Regions from separate parts of the Capra hircus genome. Here region 1 is linked to region 2. A link is a contact called in public Hi-C data. All regions are on one chromosome and are shown on one strand. Each heading gives the region's core, a stretch centred on a gene start, on an enhancer-like site or on the middle of the called end of the contact. The rest is flanking DNA. Distances are from core to core; before and after follow the strand shown.

Region 1 (6,970 bases), core at 2,881-5,380, 57 kb before region 2:
GGACTTTTCTGCATCCACCCAGCCTGGGTTTCTGAGTGCTATGGGCGGGCATGCATGCCTACGTGTATTTGTGTTTCCAGCCCCTGAGGCTGTACACTGCAGACGCATCTCCTCTTTGGCAGGCTGAGAGATTTGCCAGACTTAGCCGGGTACAGGGAGGGCAGTCCTTAAGCAAGCCACAGCTCCCTCTGCTCAAGGCCATCTCTGTGTGGGTCCTTGGTTCAGGGTCAGTATGGATTCAGCCGCTGTGGCACTGGGAAGGGAGGCTAAGCCAGATCGCCAGAGGCAGCCCCGTGAGTGGACTGACGGTTGCCACATCGGTGACCTGCTTTCTGGGGCACTCCCAGGCCCGTGCTCTTCAGCCTGGGGTTCTGAACTGAATGTGATCTGCTTCTTCTCCCATTACTTGCTCAGCTGGCTTCCTCTAAGGCTCCTGCCCTCAGTGGGGGCATCCGAGGGGAGGGGAGAATACTGATCTTGCTCAGGGGTGGCCCAGCTCCCATCCTTAGGGCTCTGAACCTTCACCCTTCTTGCTGGCCATGTTTTTTATGAATCCTGGCTTGGAGGACCTTTTCCCACAGCATCCTGTGGGGTCACCTGGCTGGACTCTCCCTGCTCCAGCCCCTGAAGTCAGGCTGAGCACCTTCTCGCCCAGATGGGCCTGGCCTCCACGGAAAACAGCACCACCATCCTGAACTTTCCCTAAGCCGGTTCCATGCTGAGCTCTCCACAGGCCTGTCCTCCTGGCCCCCTGGGGTCCATTTAGTACAGTGAGTTGGGTAGAAGTGTGGGTTCTGGGGTACAAGTTCTTCCACTCATCTGCACATAATCTTGGGAAGTCACCTAACTTCTCCAAACCTCCACGTCATCAGCTGACCTTGTAGTGGCCCTTGCACATTGGAAGCCCTTGTCAGTATTTCTGAACAAGCTACTACACGTAATATGCTTAACACAGTGCCCGACCCACAGTATATGCTCAAGAAAAGTCAGCTATTTAAGTCATCCCCATCTCCAGTTGAAGAAACTGAGGCTCAGACAGGAACAGAACTTGTCCAAGACCACAGGGCTGAGAAATGATGGAGCCAGACCCCCTTAGGCCCTGCCCCTGCATTTGTCCCCTTCTTCCCTGTCTCTATGAGGCCAGCACAGAGTAGGTATCACCCGACAAACAGAGAAGCCAGGAGCTTACACTCTGAGAACCCCAGGGAAAGGGGAGGCTCCTGTCATAATGGGAGATACAAAGATTAATTAAACACAAGAGGCTGCCCATTCTGGAGCCGAGAGACACGTGCTCTGGAAACAGCATCCCTCCCCACCTAAAGCATCCAGGAACCTCCGTGGAGGGGTGACACCTGGGTCCCTGATACAGGACTGGCTCATCGAATCACAAAGGTCATAATAAATGGTGACCATACAAATTCTGAATTTCTAAAGGCAACCCAAGTTTCAAACATTCCATCTCATTGTTGGAATAAAGCAGCAAGAGCCTCAGAGTGAGGCTCCTAAACATTATGTCATCTAAATAACCCCTCCCAGCCAGATGGGTCACAAAAATCCATGTTACTTCACATGTCCTGAGCTCAACTTGGAGGAAATACAGTCCCCATTCTTTCAGGCACACTGATGCCAGCTGCCCCTGCTTCACTGGTGTGTGCATGTCCACACAAACACTAACATCAACTAAGGCTATGGGTCACCTAGTCTTGGGACATTAGGTGACTCTGTGGCTTGAGAAGCGCCCTCCCCCATATTCCAGCAAAGATTCTAACCCTAGAGTTGGGCACTGTAATGTCTAAAGGGGCCTTTTGAATCCTCGGACTTCCCTGGTGGCTCAGATAGTAAAAAAAATCTTCCTCTAATATAAGAGACAAGCGTTTGATCCCTGGGTCAGAAAGATTCCCTAGAGAAGGGAATGGCAACCCACTCCGGGATTCTTGCCTGGAGAATTCCATGGACAGAGGAAAAGCCTCTGGCCTGGCACACTCCTTGTCAGCATGAATGGCAAGATCTGGTCTAGGTGACACAGCGTCGGGAGTCTCTGACCAGCTGGTTAGGGAGGCTGTGCTCTTTCAGTGTCGCCTTTCAATCTTAGTGTCTAGCTGCAGACCTGCCTTTCACATTGCCTTCTGCCAGAAGTTTCGGTTTTGGTTTCTGATAGCAGAATTGAGTCCTACCCTTTCCCTCTATTGCCCTCCACATTCTCCTTCCTCCTCCCTTGTCTCTGTCCCTCCTTCCCTCTCCCACGCTGGTGAGACGTGGCCCCCTGCTCCCTGGCTCTGTGGGAAGAGGTAAGGGAAAGAGAGGGGATAGAGAAGTGGGGAGAGTTAACATTTTCATGGCTGGGCAGCCACTCACATTTGCACAAATTATGCACTGCACAACTCTAGGGGCACAGTCAGCTCAGTGTCACCAGGTTTTGCATAGTTATTAGCACACTTTTCAGGCAGATGGCAGTAAAGCATCCTGGGGTGGGGTGGGGAGGGCATCTGTCTGAAGGGAGCCGAGTGGGATAAAGGGGCTGAGTGCATTTTGGCTCTGAGTGCCTAGAAGTCCCAGGCCATTCTCTGTCCCACACACTCCACTACCCCCAGGCCAGTGCTCTAATCCACTTGTCCCTCACAGCTCAGCTTCTCAGCTGAGCTAGAGCCACAGTGAGAGGCTCTTGTTCCAAACAGGCTGGTCAATCACCACTAGTGGGAACCCAAGCAAGTCTCTTCCTTTTGGAGCCTCAGTTACTCCATCTATAATATGCAGAGGGGACAAAATGATCTCTAAGGGGCTTTCTGGATTGAACATCTGAGTCTGTACTACGGGTGCCTGGGAGGCAGGTGAGTAACAGCGAGGTTTGGCCTCAGGGTCCCCTTCTCACTGAAGAAGAAGGCTGTCATTGCCCTGACTGAAAGCAGAGCTCCAGAGGACCCTTTTGTTGAAGGATGACAGTGGAGGCCTCATGAAGTTACCCAGAGGAGCTATGTGACTTGGAGCAAGTCCCCTAACTTCTTGTTTCTTCTCTCACAAAACGGGGGTGACACTCACCTTGCAGGTATTTGTGAGGATTAAAGGGAACACTGTGTGCAAAGGTGCTGGCACAGAGGAGGCCTTCAGAGAAGAGCAGAGGAGAGGAGCCCTGGGGAGCACAGGGGAGCCAGGCGGCGCCAAGGCTCTGATGGAGGCGTAGCAGCCTGCAGGGCCCCTGGCTCACCACTGCCTGAGCTCAGGCTCCAGGACAGGAAACCCACCTGGTTTCCTCTGGGTCTAACGGCCCCCCCTAAACTACCTCCCACTGTGGGCTCCCCTCCCCTCTCTTTGTATGATTGCACTTCCGGGACAATGCCAAGGGCCTGCCCAGCTCTGCGGGAACCCCAAATAGCCCTAACCTCTCAGTCTGGCAGGCAAGGCCCCTCCCTAGCACCCTCAGCACCCCTGACACTCCCCAGTCACCTAGAGTTACCTGACCCTTCCCTCCCCACATCCCTGCCTCAACAAGCCATGCACTGTTACACCTCCAAGCCTTTGTCCATGCCATATCCCTCTGTGTCACAGGCCTTTCCTTCTCTCCTCTCCCTGCCCCCCTAAGAGAGCTAAATCCTGCTCATTGTTTAGGGCCTGGCTCAAATGTCACCCTCTCTGGGAAGCCTTTCCCTATCCTTCCAGTAAAGAAAATAATCACCCTTCCTGTTGGCTCCCTCAGCTCAGGATTCATAGTCTGGAGTGCAGTGGAGCTGAGTCAGTCATATCCACATGGAGCCTAGGCGCCTTTATCTATAAGACAGAGGCAAGTCACCTCTACCTAAGCGGGAGGGTGTTGGGAAAATTCAAGTAAAGGAGATGCAAAGCCCATATCCACAGTGCGGACGCACAATCGGTCCCCAATAAACGCTGCTTGGAACCTAAAGTTCAGCCGGCCAACCCGGCAGGGTGCCGGAAGGATGTGTCAGGTACGTTTCTGTCCTCTCTTTCCGCTCTTTCCAGTGGTCCTCAGGTTCCCGCCCAGGGACACTGCCATCCCATAGCTCATTGGAAGATCAACTATGATTGACAGGCCTGAGCCCAATGACTGACCTAGTCCTTCCTGGAGCCTGTAGTCCAGCCCTCGGCTCTGTTTGGCACCTCTACTGAGGAAGACAGAGGGTGAGAGTCATCTGAGGGGACTGGACTAATTTTCACGGCAGACTTGTGTCAGCTGTGTGGCCCCACTGATGACTCAGGTCTACTCCCCACCCTTCCCCTTCAGGAAGAGGCCCTGTCATAATCACAGTTGTGCTACATAAAAATAGCTTCAGTTCACAGTGCATGAATACTAGGCCTTCCCACCGAGGGAAGAGGAAGGCCATTTCCCCACCTACATTCCCCTAGCCCCCATTCAAAAGCGGATCCTTAGGGGTGGGGTCTTCACACTTCTTGAATGGCTTGAGCAGCAACTTCCTCCCCAGCTTTGGGGCTGAAGGCTTTTTGCGGCTTTGCAATCAACTTCTCAAGTTTTCTCATTTGTCCCTCATACCAGAGATATGGGACATAGCAGCTGAGGTTATTGTACCCATTCTGCAGGTGTGGAGACCCAGACCAAGGGAGGGGAGGTGACTTGCCCTCCTCACACCGTGAGCTCATGGCGGAGCTGAGTTGCGGGCACCTGACTCCTGTTACAGTGTTCTCTCTGTTCCGGCATGTGCCTTCTCCTCAGAAAATGCTGTGGTCACAGCCAAGGCAAAGAAGAAAGCGGGAGGAGAGAAAGGCTGGGCAGAGCACAGCCTCGAGGAGCAAGACATTCATACAGGAAATATTTGTGGGACTTCCCTGGTGGTCCAGTGGTTAAGACTTTGCCTTCCAATGCAGGGGGTAGGTTTCTATCCCTAGTCGGGGAGCTAAGATCCCACATGCCTCGCAGCCAAAAGCACAAAACGTAAAACAGAAACAATATTGTAACTAATTCAATAAAGACTTTAAAAATGATTCACTTTTTTTAAATGAAAAATATTAAAAATTGTCAAGCTCTGCTACATGCCAGGCACCACACTAGGCACTAGGAATACAGTAGAGAGCAGAAAAGAGGTCCAATTCCTGCCCTCATGAAGCTAACAATTTAATAGAGTGAGAGCTGACATTGACCAAGCCAATACCAGATGCTTTGCAAAACGTGTACATGGAATAAATCATTTAATTCTCACAAACATCTCTATAAGGTAGCATATGGGACATTTGTCATTCGTGTTGGCCGCTCAGCATCTGAAACCCCTTCCTATGTGTGGGGTAGTCTTCATGCATGAGGAGAAGCCCAACTTCCATGCCTGAGACTAAGTATGCCAGATACTCCTTTTCCCAGGCTTCCTTGCAGTTAAGGCTGGGCATGTGACCAGACCTGGCCAATCAGCATGACCATCCCATACCTACTATTGAAGCAATAACTGCACATATACAACATGGCAATCAGGGCCCCACCTGACTTCCCAGAGGCATCAGCAGCCATTTGTAGGGGCAGGGCCCCTGGTTCACTGCTGGTGGAGCCAGTGTCTGTTGTCAGTGGTTGAGAGCTAGCGTTGTCCCTCCAGCTCTGCAGATAAATGTTTGTTTTGTTTGTCTTCTGAAATGGTAACCCACTCCAGTATTCTTGTCTAGAGAATCCCTTGGACAGAGAAGCCTGGTAGGCTACAGTTCACGGGGTCGCAAAGAGTCGGACATGACTTAGTGACTTCACTTTCACTTTCTGCAGAGAAATTTTGAGTATTCCTCCTTAGCTAGTAGAGAAAGGAGAAAATCCTGCCCTGCCTACAGATGGGGTCCCTGCTGCTTCCCCCAGGGAAGTAGAGGAGATGGGCAGAACCTGGAAAGGGCGGGGAGTCTGGACAGAGGTAAGACTTTCTCTGAGGCCTTCTAGCCTAAACCCAGTGGCCTGGGTTGGGGAGGAGGTGGGCACTCAGTGGTTTTAGAAGCTCTGCCTGGTGGCTGCATGGTTCCCCCTTCCGCTGTCCATCCTCAGGCTGTCTCTCTTCTCCCAACATCCCCTCCTCTCCACTCCCTGTCCCAGGCCTGATTCTAGCCCCACAACCTCTGCCTGGACACTCCCCTCCTCAGCCTCTCCTCCTTGCTCCACTCACTAGCATCCTTCATCCTGGAGGCAGAGTGAGCCTCTGGAACACAGGACTGATGAAAGCACACCCTTCCTTACACACCTGCCAGGATATCCTGGCACCCAAATGCCTTTGCCTGGCACCCAAGGTTCTTCCAACCCCCCATGACATGCACATCAATCCTCCAGTTCAACCCAGTGCTCTGACCACACACCTCCCTCGCCAGTTGCTCCCGTTCCATGGCTACTCTGCCCTGCCCTGTCCCTTGTACCTTCTCGCACTGCCTTGGCTTATGCCGTTCCCACTGTTAGGGATACCCTTCCCTGTCCCCTCCCACTCACCTAATAATAAAGTCTCATTCATTCTTAAATCAGCTTCAAATGCCAACTCATCCATGAAGCTTCCCTCAACCCCACCTAGACACCCACTAATACTGTTTCCTTTATTTTGTCCATGGAAGTTCTGTGGACCAGCTGCTTTGGAGAGGAAAAAAGGTGTGCCTGTGGAACCAGGAGCCCGGGCTTTTGGTCAAATAGACCCGGTTTCAAATCTAGGCTTTGCCATTTACATGCAGTTCACCTCCCCAGAGCCCCATCCTTCATCTTCTCTGACCTCCCCCAACCCATGCCACATTGGTGGTTTCCTGTTCATTCTGCCCTGTGAATGACACCCCCTCCAGGCCCAGCACTGTGGGCATCAGCTCTGGGGCCAAACCTGGGTCATGGAGGCCTTTGCTACCCATTGAAGCCATGCCTGATCCCCTTGGTTCAGTTCCACCCCTTCAAACCCACCCTCCACTACAGAATCATAAGGTAGGTCACAGAGCACCAGGCGAGAGCCTCTGATTGGGCCTCCCCTGGCACAACGGAGAGAAATGCACAGGTATGTCTTATCTGTGCACCTAA
Region 2 (6,545 bases), core at 2,477-4,976:
TTGAACTGCATCACAAAAGATGGATTGATAAATGCGGGGATGGATAGGTGTGTTAAAACAAACACTTCCCTGAGGGCTCAGCCAGTAAGGAATCTGCCTGCAATGTGAGAGACCTTGGTTCTATTCCTGGGTCGCAAAGATCCCCTGGAAAAGGCAATGGCAACCCACTCCAGTATTCTTACCTGGAGAATTCCATGGGCAGAGGAGCCTGGCAACCATGGTCCATGGGGTCGCAAAGAGTCAGGCATGACTGAGCGACTAACACAAAAAACAAATACAGCAAAATATTAATTGTAGAATCTTGATGCTAGGTATATGGTGTTCACTGTAAAAGGCTTTCAATCTTTCTGTACATGTTGGAATATATTTTCAGAATAAAATATTTGGGGTGCCAGGGGCTGAGAACAGAGGAATGGGAGTTATTGTCTCAGTTCAGTTCAGTTCATTTCAGTCACTCAGTCGTGTACAGCTCTTTGTGACCCCATGAACAGAAGCACATCAGGCCTCCCTGTCCATTACCAACTCCTGGAGTCCACCCAAACCCATATCCATTGAGTCGGTGATGCCATCCAACCATCTTATCCTCTGTCATCCCCTTCTCCTCTTGCCCTCAATCTTTCCCAGCATCGGGATCTTTTCAAATGAGTCAGCTCTATGGCAACCCACTCCAGTGTTCTTGCTTGGAGAATCCCAAGGATGGGAGAGCCTGGTGGGCGGACGCCTATGGGGTCACACAGAGTTGGACACGACTGAAGCGACAGCAGCAGCAGCAGCAGCAGCAGCAGCTCTTCGCATCAGGTGGCCAAAGTATTGGAGTTTCAGCTTCAGCATCAGTCCTTCCAATGAACACCCAGGACTGACCTTCTTTAGGAATGACTGGTTGGATCTCCTTGCAGTCCAAGGGACTCTCAAGAGTCTTCTCCAACACCACACTTCAAAAGCATCAATTCTTTGGTGCTCAGCTTTCTTCATAGTCCAACTCTCACATCCATACATGACCACTGGAAAAACCATAGCCTTGACTAAATGGACCTTTGTTGACAAAGTAATGTCTCTGCTTTTTAATATGCTCTCTAGGTTGGTCATAACTTTTCTTCCAAGGAGTAAGTGTCTTTTAATTTCATGGCTGCAGTCACCATCTGCAGTGATTTTGGAGCCCAGAAAAATAAAATCAGCCACTGTTTCCACTGTTTCCCCATCTGTTTGCCATGAAGTGATGGGATCAGATGCCATGATCTTAGTTTTCTGAATGTTTAAGTCAGCTTTTTCAGTCTCCTCTTTTACCTTCATCAAGAGGCTCTTTAGTTCTTCACTTTCTGCCATAAGGGTGGTGTCATCTGCATATCTGAGGTTATTGATATTTCTCCCGGCAATCTTGATTCCAGCTTGTGCTTCCTCCAGCCCAGCGTTTCTCATGATGTACTCTGCATATAAATTAAATAAGCAGGGTGACAATATACAGCCTTGATGTACTCCTTTTCCTATTTGGAACCAGTCTGTTGTTCCATGTCCAGTTCTAACTGTTGCTTCCTGACCTGCATATAGGTTTCTCAAGAGGCAGGTCAGGTGATCTGGTGTTCCCATCTCTTTCAGAATTTTCCACAGTGTATTTGTGATCCACACAGTCAAAGGCTTTGGCATAGTCAATAAAGCAGAAATAGATGTTTTTCTGGAACTCTCTTGCTTTTTCCATGATTCAGCAGATGTTGGCAATTTGATCTCTGGTTCCTCTGCCTTTTCTAAATCCAGCTTGAACATCTGGAAGTTCACGGTTCATGCATTGCTGAAGCCTGACTTGGAGAATTTTAAGCATCACTTTACTTGCGTGTGAGATGAGTGCAGCTGTGCGGTAGTTTGAGCATTCTTTGGCATTGCCTTTCTTTGGGATTGGAATGAAAACTGACCTTTTCCAGTCCTGTGGCCACTGCTGACTTTTCCAAATTTGCTGGCATATTGAGTGCAGCACTTTCACAGCATCATCTTTCAGGATTTGAAATAGCTCAACTGGGATTCCATCACCTCCACTAGCTTTGTTCGTAGTGATGCATCACCTCCACTAGCTTTGTTCATAGTGATGCTTCCTAAGGCCCACTTGACTTCACATTCCAGGATGTCTGGTCTAATGGGTACAAAGTTTCTGTTTCAGAATAATGAAACTTTTCTGAAAATAGTGGTGATGGTTATACAATATCTGAATGCAGTTAATGGTAATGGATTGTATACTGAAAAATAGTCAGTATGGTGAATTTTATGTTATGTATATTTTACAATTAAAAAAAAAATTTGAGGGCATTCCCTTGCAGTCCAGTGGTTATGACTTGGGGCTTTCACTGCAAGGGGCTGGTTTAGATCCCTGGTTGGTGAACTAAAATCCCGCAAGCTGCATGGTGAGTCCAGATGAAAAACATACTGGGGGAAAATTCATATGGAAGTCTCCATGCTTTCTCTGGAACCAGTCTGGGATACGACACAGAGAGAAGGGAGAAGGGAGCAGGCTGTGTGAGTGTGCTGGGCCTACTTTGAGCACAGGGTAGTGGGCAGAGAGAACATAGGCTGTGGAAATAGACACAGACATACATTCATAATCCCAGCTTTCATTTTCTAGCTCGTAATTATATTTGTTTCTTATTGTTATAGCTACTATAACAAATTACCACAAATTTGGTGGCTTAAAACAAGACAAACTGATTATCTTGCAGTTCTAGAGGCCTAAAATGTGTCTCATTGGACTTAAATCAAGAGCTGTGTTCCTTCTGGCGAATCTAGAGGGGAACCCACTTCCTCTAGCCTTTTCCACCTTCAAGAAACCTGTATCCCATATGGCTTGGTTCATGGCCCTTTCTTCCATTTTCTAGGCTAGCAGTAACATCTTCAAATCAGCCTTTCTCTCTTTCTTTCACACACACACAAACACACACATGTCCACTTATTCATCACATCTCCTCTGACTCTCTAGCCTCCCTTATAAGAATACTAATTGAACCTACCCAGAAAACCCAGGGTAGTCTCCCCATGTCAAGATCCTTAATTTATCACATCTGCAAAGTCCCTTTTGCTATGTTAAGTAACATACAAAAGGAATCTGGGGATTAGGATGCAGACATATTTGGGGGGGTATCATTATTCTGCTTACAACAATGATATTAAATTTTTTTCTGTGCCACTAGAAGAAGGCTCGCTCTCTTCCCTGGTGGCTCAGAGGTTAAAGCGTCTGCCTCCAATGCGGGAGACCTGGGTTCGATCCCTGGGTCAGGAAGATCCCCTGGAGAAGGAAATGGCAACCCACTCCAGTATTCTTGCCTGGAGAATCCCATGGATGGGGGAGCCTGGTAGACTACAGTCCATGGGGTCGCAAAGAGTCGGACACGACTGAGCGACTTCACCTTACCTTAGTAGTCATATGTCAAAACAACATTTAAGAGGAAAAATATTTTTCATTTTTATTTTTTCCTAACAGACTTATTGAGATACAATTCACATACCATACGATTTAAAGCAAATAATTTGATGGTTTTTAGTATAGTCATAGCTATGCATTTTCATCTTTCTCCATTTTTTTCTCTGTATTTTTTATTTATTATTATTTTTTTTACTTTACAATACTGTATTGGTTTTGCCATACATTGACATGAATCTGTCACGGGTATACATGAATTCCCAATCCTGAACCCCCCTCCCATCACCCTCCCCATATCATCTCTCTGGGTCATACCAGTGCACCAGCCCCAAGCATCCATTTTTAAATATAAGGAAACAAAGGCTTGAGACATCAAGGAAACTTGCTTAGAGACATTAAGGAAACATCAAAACTGCCTCAGGTCTGGTGTAACAAAGTGCCTTTCAGGAGCTGAGATTCCAGTTCAGGCCTGGACTCCCTTCACCAGGTTAGACCAGCCTCTGTCTCTCTTTCTTTCTCTCTGGGAGCAGCGTGGTGTAGTAGTTAAATTAACAGGCCTAGACTTGGCTTCCAGGGTTTGTTTTGCTATCTAAAAGCTATGTGACATCTGGTAAAACTTCCTGGAGCCTTGGTTTCCTTATTTGAAAAATGTGGGCAATTCGATAAATGAGCGAGCTGACTCACCTGTAAGATGCCTTCTAGCTAGTCATTCCAAGATTTAATGAGGGAAAAGAAAATTAAAAACAAATTCCCTATGCATTCAGTGCAATGAGAGGGATACGCATTCCCTGAAGACAGAGGCTCGCTCTCTTCCCTTGTACTCTGAGCACTTGGTCACAGGTCTCAGTTCTTCACTGATGTGTCTCAGACGGATGGAAAAGACAAATGAGTAAAATGACACAAAGACCGATAAGCGTTGAAGGAACTGGGGGTGGGGGGGCACCGGGAGCAGCAGGCTCGGTCAGGGGGCGAGGGCTGGAGGGCGGTCTACCCAGAAACGGACAAAGGTCCCGTGAGTGTAAACATAGATGGGAGGGATCAGAGGCAGCTCTTCCCCAAGGCCAAGTTCAGCCGCTGTGTGAGGGCTAGAGGGGAGGAAGTCTGTGTTAGAGGCAAGGTCTTGACAATAAATCTTCAGAGAAGAAATTGGTGACGCTAATCCACGCGCGGCCCAGCTGCAGTCTCGGTCCCCTCCCACCACATCCACTCATCCGCGCGACTTGGTATGCTCCGCCACCACAATAAGCCTCCTTCCTCTGGCGTGCTATTGGTACAGCCCAAGTTCTGAGGGTAGGAACGCAAGAAAGACACGCCCCTTGTCACGCCCGCTTTCTCTGATTGGCTAGAAAATTTAAAGATCCTGCAGGTGATAGGATGATTCTCCACTCCCAGAATTTGAAAGTTTCCAGTGTGCTGCTTATGCCTGCAGGCCGACTTTTCTCAACTGGTTCGTCCGAGCGCTGGCACAAGTGAGTGTCCACCTGATCCCAGACGTGGGAGGCAGAATGTTCTTCTTCAAGGGGTCCCTGCCGGGAGGGTGCATACGAATGAATCAGACGGTGCGTTGACTGGTTCCTGGAAGCCAGGGTCCCTCCGCTATTTCCGTAGCCAAATAATTTCTACTTCCACCCCACCTTAGAGATGGGAAGCACCAGAGCTTCCGAATCACACGATCCCTGACTCCTACCAGCCGTTGTGGTCTCTTTCAGCCTGTTTTCCAATTCTGTACATGGGAAAGAGTGACACTAGCTTGGCTGCATATAAACCAGTGAAGGTAGCTGGGAGAGGGAAGGCGCTGATAACATGCCAGTCCTGTTTACCTCCACAAGTGAGTCTCCTGCTTCCTTGCGGAGAGGACAGAAGATTCCCGTGCCCTCCCTGGGTCTCTTAGAAGCAAGCTTCTATTCTGTTCAGGGGCTCCCTTCTGTGGCTCTTGTCGGACAGCAGAGGTTCCCAATCAGTGCGCTTGACGTTGCCCGTCCGCAGCTCTGGAAATTATTGTGTGGGAGAGAAAAGTCTAGGAGAATTTCCTGTTTGCCCCAGGGTGCTTTTACAGTCTCCGTGACCTCTTTGTGTTACCAGTGACAGCCCTGGGACCCTTTGTGGCTTTGACTGGGCTCCCTATCCAGACTTCCGTACCACCTATGGTGTCCCCTGAGTCCCTGTAACGCCTGTGCTCCGGTCTTTTTGCAGACCTGCAGAGGCGGCGGCGATGCTTTCGGGCACCCAGGCAGCGGCCGCAGAATGCGAGGACGGAGAACTGCGGTGCCGTGTGGCTGTGGAGGAGCTGAGCCCCGGTGGGCAGCCGCGAAGGCGCCAGTCCCTACGCACGGCGGAGCTGAGCCTGGGTCGTAACGAGCGCGGCGAGTTGATGCTGAGGTTGCAGGCGCCCGGGCCCGCTGGGCGGCCGCGCTGCTTCCCCGTGCGCGCCGCGCGCCTCTTCACCCGCTTCGCTGCAGCCGGGCGCAGCACTCTGCGGTTCCCCGCCGACAGCACTCTCCCGGCCAGGGCTGTCCAGCTGCTGCTCTCCGATTGCCCCCCGGACCGCCTGCGCCGCTTCCTGCATACGCTGCGCCTCAAGCTGGCTGTAGCCCCGGGTCCCGGGCCGGGCTCCGCCCGCACGCAGCTGCTTGGCCCGCGGCCCCGCGACTTCATCAGCATCAGCCCGGTGCAGCCCGAGGAGTTGCGGCGCGCGGCGGCCACCCGGGTCACGGATACCAGGCCGGTGAAGCGGCCCACGGAACCTCCTGAGGGAGCCAAGCCCCGCACCGTGAGGACAGGAAAACGGGGGTAGCCTTGGGGAGTGGGAGATGGAAGAGACCGAGGAAGCCCAAGTTTAGGGGGAAGATGGTGGTATTTGAGATGGCTGCTGATTACTTCAGAGGAAATATTCATCAGGCTTCTGAGACTAACGGAAATATGGGAATTGTGCGTGTGTTTCTCATAGTGCAATCCTTGAGATTGAGCAGTGAGAATAGGAAAAATGTGCTTAGGTCATGTTAAAAGAGAGCAGAGAAGGTGCTTCAGAAGAAATGTAGGAATGAGGTCCTCCTGGAGGAGGAGAGGAGGTTTTGGAGAGAATAAAGTGATCAGCTGTGTTAGGGGCAGCCCACAAGTCCAATCAGATGCAGGGAGGTGTTGGGGGACA

The links. Hi-C and Micro-C count contacts between places; a contact is called where the count stands out from the background.
Region 1: a contact with region 2 is called in a Hi-C map of blood, with 1.9 times the contacts expected there. The contact joins the enhancer-like site here to the promoter of PIF1 in region 2. A contact is called at or near these places in 3 of 5 Hi-C or Micro-C datasets (all in blood).

What each region holds. Positions count from the first base shown.
Region 1 is chr10:57,833,206-57,840,175 of ARS1.2, reverse strand. No RefSeq gene overlaps it. Among named protein-coding and RNA genes, the nearest start is that of PLEKHO2, 45 kb to the right of the region's middle. Within about 2 kb of position 4,130, at least 2 of the 5 cell types and tissues checked have an H3K27ac peak or open chromatin away from gene starts, as enhancers often do.
Region 2 is chr10:57,776,397-57,782,941 of ARS1.2, reverse strand. PIF1 (ATP-dependent DNA helicase PIF1) reads left to right here and starts at 3,726. Exons shown (of 13, transcript XM_005685842.3): 1 at 3,726-4,866; 2 at 5,591-6,167. The coding sequence starts at 4,772.